2 separate regions of the Mus musculus genome follow, and region 2 is linked to region 1. The links are chromatin contacts, called in public HiChIP or PLAC-seq maps. All regions are on one chromosome and are shown on one strand. The core of a region is the stretch at or near the end of the contact, and the rest is flanking DNA. Distances in the headings are between cores, read along the strand shown. Region 1 overlaps Prkch (protein kinase C, eta). Region 2 overlaps Gm34613 (a long non-coding RNA gene).

The links. HiChIP or PLAC-seq counts read pairs in DNA pulled down with a chosen protein or histone mark.
Region 2: an H3K27ac HiChIP or PLAC-seq map of oligodendrocyte precursor cells shows a contact between it and region 1, with 5 times the contacts expected there. The contact joins two enhancer-like sites. A contact is called at or near these places in 2 of 39 promoter capture datasets (embryonic stem cells and hippocampal neurons) and 1 of 115 datasets of contacts at active chromatin or transcription factors (oligodendrocyte precursor cells).

Annotation. Positions count from the first base shown.
Region 1 is chr12:73,734,281-73,738,918 of GRCm38.p6, reverse strand. All of the region lies in intron 10 of Prkch (protein kinase C, eta), which reads right to left. Among named protein-coding and RNA genes, the nearest start is that of Gm34189, 46 kb to the left of the region's middle. Within about 2 kb of position 2,813, at least 18 of the 459 cell types and tissues checked have an H3K27ac peak or open chromatin away from gene starts, as enhancers often do. A contact at or near this core is called in oligodendrocyte precursor cells, where this site is marked.
Region 2 is chr12:75,422,188-75,426,825 of GRCm38.p6, reverse strand. It overlaps Gm34613 (a long non-coding RNA gene), which reads right to left. Exons shown (of 4, transcript XR_381695.3): 4 at 4,018-4,638. Among named protein-coding and RNA genes, the nearest start is that of Gphb5, 7.7 kb to the right of the region's middle. Within about 2 kb of position 2,290, at least 26 of the 459 cell types and tissues checked have an H3K27ac peak or open chromatin away from gene starts, as enhancers often do. A contact at or near this core is called in oligodendrocyte precursor cells, where this site is marked.

The DNA of each region.
Region 1 (4,638 bases), core at 1,564-4,063:
ACATCACTTGGACAGTTGGCTCTTGAATGTAAACCTCTACCCTGGCTCCTCTCTTGGGAGATGCCAGTCTGTATTTCTAACTGCATTCTGGGCATAGCTACTAGGGCTGTCTTGACTTCTCAGACTTTGAAAGACTGGAAGTAAAAAGACTGGAAGTAAAAAGTCACCCCTTGGCTGTGGTGACTTGGGGGTGGGGAAAGTTAAAAGCTCATCACTGGAAATCTTGGGCCATCTTTCATGTCTACGGGCTCTACCATCCATGTTCGTTCTGTCCACTTTCGCTTTACTGCGCTACCAATTCCATCCCTCTTCTCTCCCCACTGGCTTGCTTGGAGAATTGTTTCCTGCCTGGCCTATGACCAAAAATTCTGAAATCTTGGTTTCTGGGCTGGCCACTGTTGGTCTGTTCCCCAAACATCTGATGGCTGCCACTGACAGACAAGGAAAACTGAAACCTTGTAGCTTCATCTCAAAACTGCCCTTGCCCCGACCTCAGCTTTCCTCAGATGTGACTTCATCCCAGCCATTTCCCGGGCTCCCATCCTGATCACATGGAATCTTCACAATTTCTTAGTTTCCATGCCTCTATCCTTCCTGCTCTAACCTATCTGGCAGGTGCGCCCTACATTGACACAGGTTCAAGAGGTGTTCCTTCCTCAAGGCCTTCCCATCAAAATGACTGCCTTTTCTGTGCTCTTGTTGTATTGCCTACATTAAGCCTTTAAGACATCGTGTATGTGTGCACATGTGTGTGCACTCACACACACACACACATACACACATGGTTCAAAGCCCCAACAGACAAATTCTTGTGAAAGTGTCTCTTATCTCATTTGTCTTGAGTTTCAAAAGCAAACACAGTAGACAGCAGGTGCTCAGGGCTTATTCATCCTCATAATGGAATGGTGGAGAAATTTCCTTCATGGTTAAACTAGACCATGACTGACTAGACCATAGCCTAGTCTGCATCTGTGTGAGGCATCAGCCAAGCAGGGGCAAATGAGTACAGTGTCGTGTGCACAGCCTGGGGTGACGGGTCCAAACCAAGCGTACACTTAAACCACAAACAGTGTATTTATTCCATAACTCACAGCCCACCCCAAATACAGTAAGTGGAAACTCTATGTCCTGGTCCCTCGGAAGAGGACCAGTCAGGGGGCATCTTTCCGGAGTCTCTTCTGTCTCTACATGGCTCTGCAAACCGTGCATTGGCACAGTCTACCTCCCATGCTAAGAAGGTCCTCATTTGTAATAATATATCCATATGGTAACCCTTAAGCAAGACAAGTTAACTGCTACCAGTATTTTCATCTTTACCTCTGTAACATGGGAAAAACTAAGCCTGCTTTAATCTTAGATCAGATTCCCCAGTTCCTGGGAAGGAAATGACCCTGAATACAAAACAAGCCCACCAAGCAGAAGGAGCGGGGTAGGGGACTCAGGCAGAGTGGCTTCCCAGAGGCAGCAACAGAGGCTGCTAGACACAGCTAGCAGCTTCCAGCTTCCTCCTGCACACACAAGACTGATGTCTCACAGAAAGGAAAAGTGTGCACCTCCACCAGTCAGACATGTTACTGACTAGAGTCTACCTTCTCTTTCTCTTCCACTGTTGCTTGGGTCTTGATGATATCAGTGGCCAGTCTACCCTCCATCACTGTATCCCAAGAGGAGACATTGCTACCTAGGTAGACTTGTATTGCTACCTAGGAAACATGACTCCAACCTGAGCTGCTCTCGCCCTTCTGCTTCATCCCTCTCTTTTAGTGCCTCAGAAATAGGGAAGTTCAAAAGGTTGTGTCAGCTGCCAGTGCTGTTATACGGAATAAGTTAAAAACCATCAGCACTGGCGATTCTTGGAACCAGAGACACTGGTCTTTCAACACATTCCTCTTTTCAATAACTGTGTTAAAAGATGAAGGACCAAAGAGGAGACTTCTTTTTTTTTTAAGTTATTGAGGTATGATTGACCCCAAAAGATGCAAATACTTAGCACATACAATTTGGTATGTTTGGTTAAGTACCCATCCATGTAGTCATCACTACAACTGATGCATTAAACACCCATTATCTCCAAAATTGCTGCACTTCCCCTCCTTCTGTGCTCAGAGTACTCAACACAACACAAGATGAGCCCTCGTAAGCAAACTGAGAAACCATCACACGTTGTTTGTTATCAATCCCCGTGCTGTAGGACGGACTTCTGGAATTTATTTCTCTCTCATTACCGAAACTCTGAACACTTTGTTCAGCACCTCCCTCTAGATGCTGGCACCCACAAGGCTACTCTGCTTCTATGGGCCTGACTCTTTGGGATCACACAGTTAAATGAAATCATGCTGTTTGTCCTCCTTTGTCCGGCTTGCCTGAATTAGTGCCATATCCCTTAGGACCATCTTCACCGCTATAAAGGACAGCGTTTCCCTCCTCCTCTTAAAAAGCTAAGTCGTGTTCCAAGGCAAATTCCCTTCATCCATTGGTTGATGGACATTTAGGTTATTTCAATATTTTGGTTGACATGAATACTGCTATGATACACATAAGGGTCCAGATGTTTTAGTCTGTCCTTTGCTGTTATAACAGAACACCCGAGGCTAGGACAATGTATAAAAGAAAAGCGTTTATTCAGCTTGTGATTATGAAGCTGAAAGTCTAAGACTGGACAGACACATGTGGCAAGGTCCCTGTGCTACCAGGGCACAGCAGAAAGGCCAAGGCAGATGCCAGGTGCAGAAGACACAGAGAACAAGGGGCCACTGTGTGTCCCTGCAACAACAAATTCAGTCTGTTAAGAACTCTATCAACCTCTCTTTATGTCCTAAGGGCCTCCCCTGTGTCTTTGAGACAAGGTCTTACTGTGCAACCCTGGCCAGACCAGCGCTCACTGTGTAGATCAGCCACCTTAGAAGTCATTCACCTCTGTCTCCTGAGTGCCAGCATTCAAGGTGTGTGCGCCGCACCAGCCTAATCATTTCTTAGAGTCTTTCAACACTGTTACATCAGACGCTGAACTCCAAGACAGGTTTTGGAGGGGACAAATTACATCCACATAGCAGGAGGGTGACTGTTTCCTATGCTGTGCAGAGCCCACTAGTCGGTTGTAGTCTTTTCTCTATTTGTTTGTTTGTTTCTGGTGTAACAGGAAAGAAGACCTTAGCAGGGAAATGTAGGCAGTGCACAGGAGAGGAAGAGGGAGAGGGAGAGGGGGAGGGGGAAGGGAGGGAGAGGGAGAGGGAGAGGGGGAGGGGGAGGGGGAGGGGGAGAGGAGGGGGTGAGGATGTGTGTGATCTCCAAAAAGAACAGAGGCAGTAGTTTCACTTAAACACCAGTGATTTGTAAGAGGCCTCTCCGAAGGCCTCCACCAGTAGGAACTGTTACTACTATTTCATCAAATGCCTATTGAGGAAGAGCCACTGTGTGAAGGATGGAAGGATTCCCCTTATATCTTCTTTCCTCTTAGTCTGGGAATAGGGGATGTCAGCCAGTTAACAAAGCCTTCTCTCCTTCGTAGGGGCTGTGAAGAAGATGGACTCCACATCTCTGAGTTTGCTGACAGTGAAAATAAGCTTCCTGGGAGGGTGGGAGGCACAGACTGGCTAGGGAGACATGGAAGAAGAGCTCTCCTGGAGAAGGCTCACCTAGGAATTGCAAACTTAGCTGGAGCAGGGGTAGCACTTCGGGCTAGCAAACCAAGTGAATGGGGACAGTGCTCCCCTTGGCCTAGGCTGGGGTATAGGAAGCCACTCCCACGCATAGAAATGCCACGAGGAAAGACAGGATCCTACTGTTTCCCCAAGTGCTTAGATTACCCACTGGTTCTCCTTGAGCAGTCTTTCTGCCCAGACATAGAGAGTTCAATGTTTCCAACCAGGTGGAAAACACTCAGTACACTGGAAAATTCTAGCACTGCCCTAGTTTCTGAGACACCCCCCCCCCAACCGAGATCTACTGAAATTAAAAAATTATTACATTTATTTATTTATTTATTTATTTATTTATTTATTGTGTGTGCCTATGCATATACCCATGTGCACTGGGCATGCCCCCTCGGAGACAGTGTCCTTATCAAGGGGACTGCAGAGGGAGTGCTCACTGGCTGCTTCATTCCTATACACCAGAAAAAAAAAAAAAAAAACTCCCACAAGACATCAATAGACCCGCATCTTGATCTTAAACTTCCCGCACTTTAGACTTGTGAGAAGGACGCGTCTGTTGTGTATACATCAGACCGTGGTATTTTATTATAGCAGTCTGAACCGGCTAAGAAATACTTTAGACGATAAATAATGAAAAGCATGGAGGGTTTTTTGTCTGTCACTTCTCCTCCTTTAGCTCGAGGAAACAAAGTTGCAAACAAGAACCATTTCTTTCTACTCTAGTCATTACTTTTACTTCTTTATGGTTTTATACAAGGATCTAGATCCCTGGAGAGATGACCTATCTTGGTCACAGGTGCATTCCCAAGTCCACAGTAGGTTTCAGTGAATACTGTTGAATGAATGGGTGGATGAATAGATAAATAATGAATTCAAAGTTGCAAGCACAGATAAATGTATACCTCGTGCAAATAAAGTCAAGCCTCTGCACCTGTGGATTTGTAGCCATGGGTCACAACACTCAGGAACAAGAGTTCTCTCTGGA
Region 2 (4,638 bases), core at 1,041-3,540, 1.7 Mb before region 1:
TGGGTGTAGTGAATTTTAGTTGTTTTCACCCCCACTAACTCCTCACCCGCTCCTCTGCTGACACTGTTTTTCTCAAAAAGTCTCCTTCCTAGTTTCAAGTCATCATGGCTAATTCCGTTAACATCTTTGAACTTCAGTAAGTAAGACACAGCAAGAGGATTTAGACAGAACTAAACTCTCTGGACACCACCCAACCATGATTGCCCCCCATGTTGCTCTGAGCCCTTGAGCTATGGTGAGTTTGAATGTGGTGTTCTATGAATTATAGGGTCTCAGACCTTAGCATGAAAACAAAACAAAACAAACAAACAAACAAAACCCCACAACCTACCAGAACACCAGCATTCATCAACGATTACATATTAACACACTAGCATAAATTCTATTCTATTTCTGGTACTTTGGCAACTAGGTCAGTTACTGGAATTACTCTCTTCTTCTCATTTCACCTCTATAGTGTGGTTACCAGGAACCCCAACATGTCCATGCACTTCTTTGTCAATGTCTCAGCTTCATGGGGTGCAGCCTGAATGGTATCTATCAGCTGAAGCTGGCGGTGGAGTCACCTATTCCTGATGGTCCAGTCCGTCCCCTCACTGTGCTCCATAGGGTCTCCTGCAGCACCCAGCCCCATCCTGCCTGCTGCCCCGACCTCTAGGATTCTACCCTAGCACTGTTCCAAGCTGTGAGGAACCAGAGCCTCATCATGCTCTCTGCTGTGTCTTTAGTGACTCATTCAACAGATGGTTTCAGTAATTAATTAGTCACCCAGACAGTGCTGCAATCCCTGGGGATATAGCAATGAACAGGAAAAAGACCCTGATTACACATAGTCTTTGCCTGGGGTGAAGCGACCCTTTTCCTCTGTCACCTCCCGCGGCATTTTATGTTTGTCTTTTTAAAAAACGTTGTGCTTTTATTTATATGTATTGTATGAGGCTATGTGTGTGTATGCACACATAGAACACATGCGGGGGTGTCCACAGAGGCTAGAGAGGGTTGGCTTATATAGTAGTATCCAGATGACTAGATTCTTAATATAAAACTATTCCAACAAATTAATATGAAAAAGGTCCAGAGTGCAGCTGAAAGCGAGAAAAGGAAAAGAGGAGGGAAATATCACTGGATCTCAAATCTGGAAAGATCTAAATTCATTCATAAAAACACCTCTAATAAACAAATGAGAGGAATCTGGAGTGACAGGTCCTCTTCCACAGGTACACACGGCGGGTCAGTGTGTGGACGGTGCAAAACTAAGATGCTATCCCGCAGTCTGTCCAGTCGGATTTTAATTCCATGTGGCAATTCCAGTTCTTAGAATGGTTTTTTTTTTTTCCTTTTTGGTACGGAATCTATAAGGGTAAATTATGAGTCATGCTCAATGCGTTTTCTTGAAAACTTTATTTAAACAAAGACTTGTCTCTACAACTGCTTAATAACTGTAATCCAGCCATTCCCTGTGCATTTCTTACATTTCCCAGACTAACTAACCTGGGAAGGGGACTTGAGAGTCTTGTAAGCTTTGTGTGTTTCCTGAGTCTATAAAGTTTCTCATGAGTTTCATGAATCTGGCAACCTCCTTGGTCCCTCCAGAAGGGAGTGTTTCAATCCCAAGGAACGACTGCACATCATCAGGTTCCCAGCTTTATTCACAACTACACTGTATGTGGTTACTGTAACTATAACACTTAGGGGGCGCTCAACAAAACATGGAAGGAAGAGAAGGAAAGAGAAAGGGAGAAAGTTCCTGACACATAGTAGGTGCTTGATTCATACCTGTGAATTGAGGAAGTGGGAAGAACCTGTCATACAATAGGTGCTTGATTCATACATGTGAGTTGAGGAAGGGAGAAAGTGACTGGCACATAGTAGGCTCTTGCTTCGCACCTGTGAAGTGGTATAATGAGTGCTGTGCAGAGAAGTCAGGCTCTCCTCTTCCCTTCTTCACACATAGTCACATCCTTGAAGACTATGGGGCCAAGAGCAGGAGTCCTTTCTGCATACAGTCGATATCTACCAAGTAGAGTTCTATTGCATCCAAGCGTAGCTAACAACAATCTTGCCATTGTCTGTGAGACTCCTTGTGGAATTACCCTTCTGGCTTGAGGACCCAGAAGCCTTGTGGACCCGTTCCAAGGAGAATACAGGATGCACTTGCAATAAAGAAAGCTTCTTTGTGACTCATGAAACTCATCTTTTTTCCTCTTGGTTAGACATGTGCCTGCTATGCCCTGCAGAACCACGATATCCAGAAGTGGCGGAGTCAGGCGGAAATAAAAACAATTCAGTCCCTAAATGACGTGCCCCTTAATTCAAAATAAATCTGTGGCAGCCGACAGATACTTCTTTCAGATGGTTCTGAGAAAGGCTTGGCTTGTCCTAGCAAAGTTAGACACAGGCTTCATTATTTTTAGTCTTGTTAAAAGAAGTCACCATAGCAACGGCACCATCATCTAGGACAAATGTTATCTCTTTGAGTCAATAACACCAAGAGCTGTCCCACAAATATCTAGTGTTGTCAGAAGAAGAATTGACTTTCCAATAAAATTAATTTCTTCTGAAAGTCTTCCCCTATTCATCTTCATTTGTGAGCCCAGAAGTTTCCTTCCTCACAAATAAGAGATAGGAAAAGCAATCTCCAACTTTGTAAGGGCTGAGACTGCCCTGGCTCGTATCTGTTTGTAGAAAGTGATTGATTCTATTAGTTCCTTAAAACATGTAATTTCATTTGTGGCTTTTAAATCACCCACGGGACGCATGGCAGTAATTACTTTGACCCTCGGGCAGAGAATGTGCATTCTGAGAGAGCAGAGGGAGCCACGGTGAGGCAGGGATGCTCCTAACCTCCTAGGATGTCTTTCCAAGTGACAGAGCAGTCAGCTTAGTCCCTGTGGAGTAATATGAACCAGAATGTGGTGGCTGGCTTCGGCAGCTTGACTAGTCACATAAACTTACAGTATACTGACTTTCCAGCAATGGTAAACTGGTCCTTAACGGTTAAATGGAACCTTCAACCTTATCTGCTTCTTGGACTGAAAAAGCATATTAATTTTGGTGTCAGATCAAAGCACCAATGATAACTAGAGAAGAAAGTTGAGCCCCACCCCCCCCAGGACTCTGCTTCTGAATGCTGCTAAGACCTCACAGCCCCCACCCCCAGATTTGCCTCTTCTAGTCTAAGATTCCTTTGCACCCACCCTGTGACATTTAATAACTTTGAAATCAGGATATGCCTAATATTTCTTGGCATGGTGCAGCATTTTAGTGGCAGTTTTTAATTTGGGGGAAGGGGTACATGACACATTTCCCAGGAAGGAAAGGATAATGCCATTCTTTACTTACACATCAAGGAGCAGGCACCCTGAAAAGCAATGTGGAAGCATACTTTGATCAAATCTTTGAAAGAAGATGTATTTATTCGATTTTTTTTTATGTGTAAGTGTGTCTGTGTGTTTGTCTGTATGTACTCACATCTTTGCCCCAAGCCAGAAGAGATCAGAAGGTGTTGAGTCCACAGATGGATAAGCTTATAAAGAAAGAGGGTCATTATGATTGTGTTCTGGAACCATAAGATTAAGGACTACATCTGGTGATGGCTTTCTCAGTGACAGTCTTGAGATGACAAAGCGTCCAGAGCTGGAGACAGGTGGTGCACGTGCACAGGTGTCTTCTGGGTTTCTCCTCTTCGTATAAAATAAAGATTCAAGCTTGAAGTCTCTACCTTGGAGCCTTCAGTAATCAACTCCCAAAGGTCCCCCTCCCCTCCCCCACCTTCTTTCAAAACAATAAACCAAGAAGGTCATGATAGTCTAAACCTGTAATCTCACAGATGACATGACAGACATCTCAAGAGGAGTTGCGGGCATCTAAAAAAATAGTTTTTATTTTATGTGTATGCGTGTTTTGCTTGTATATACATTTGTGTGCTATGTGCATGCCTGATGCCCAAGGAGGTCAGAAGAGGGCACTGGATCATCTGGAACTAGAGTTAACAGGTGGTTGTGAGTCTCCATGTGAGTGCTGGCAACCAAAATCTTGGTCCTCTGCAAGAAGAGCAAGTGCTCTTAACCACCAAGCCAACTTTCCAACCCACTTAATTATTTGCTTTTTCAACACCACATACCTGGTTCCCTCTATGAACTTGGCAATAGAATGAATTTAGTGAATGACCCAGATGAGGTCCTTGACTTCATAGATGTTATAAGTAGCAAAACAAAACAAAACAAAAACAAACAAACATACAAAGAAGGCAGTTCTATTGGAGGCAGGGTGCCTGTCTCAAGCACACGGTTGCCTCGGGAACAAGCTGGACTCACTAGTGGGTGAGCTTCGTCCCTTGACCTCCTTGACCTTTCTGCTTTGAAGGTGTTGGCTTCCTGAACACGCTCCAGGAGCTTCCAGATATGTTCTTTCAAACCACTTGGAGTTCTGGGGTTTTGAGAGAGACACATCTGAAGCCACCAACATCTGCTTCTGAAAATGGAAAGGGAACACAGCCAAACAACCATGCCAGAGGCGTCCATCACCCCACAGGTTGCAATCTCCTTGAGAAGACAACGGTTTGCATCTCCCCCATTACTCAGGAGGTGAGGTACCGCATCATACACTCCCTGACTGTTTGGATTTCCTTACCTTGTG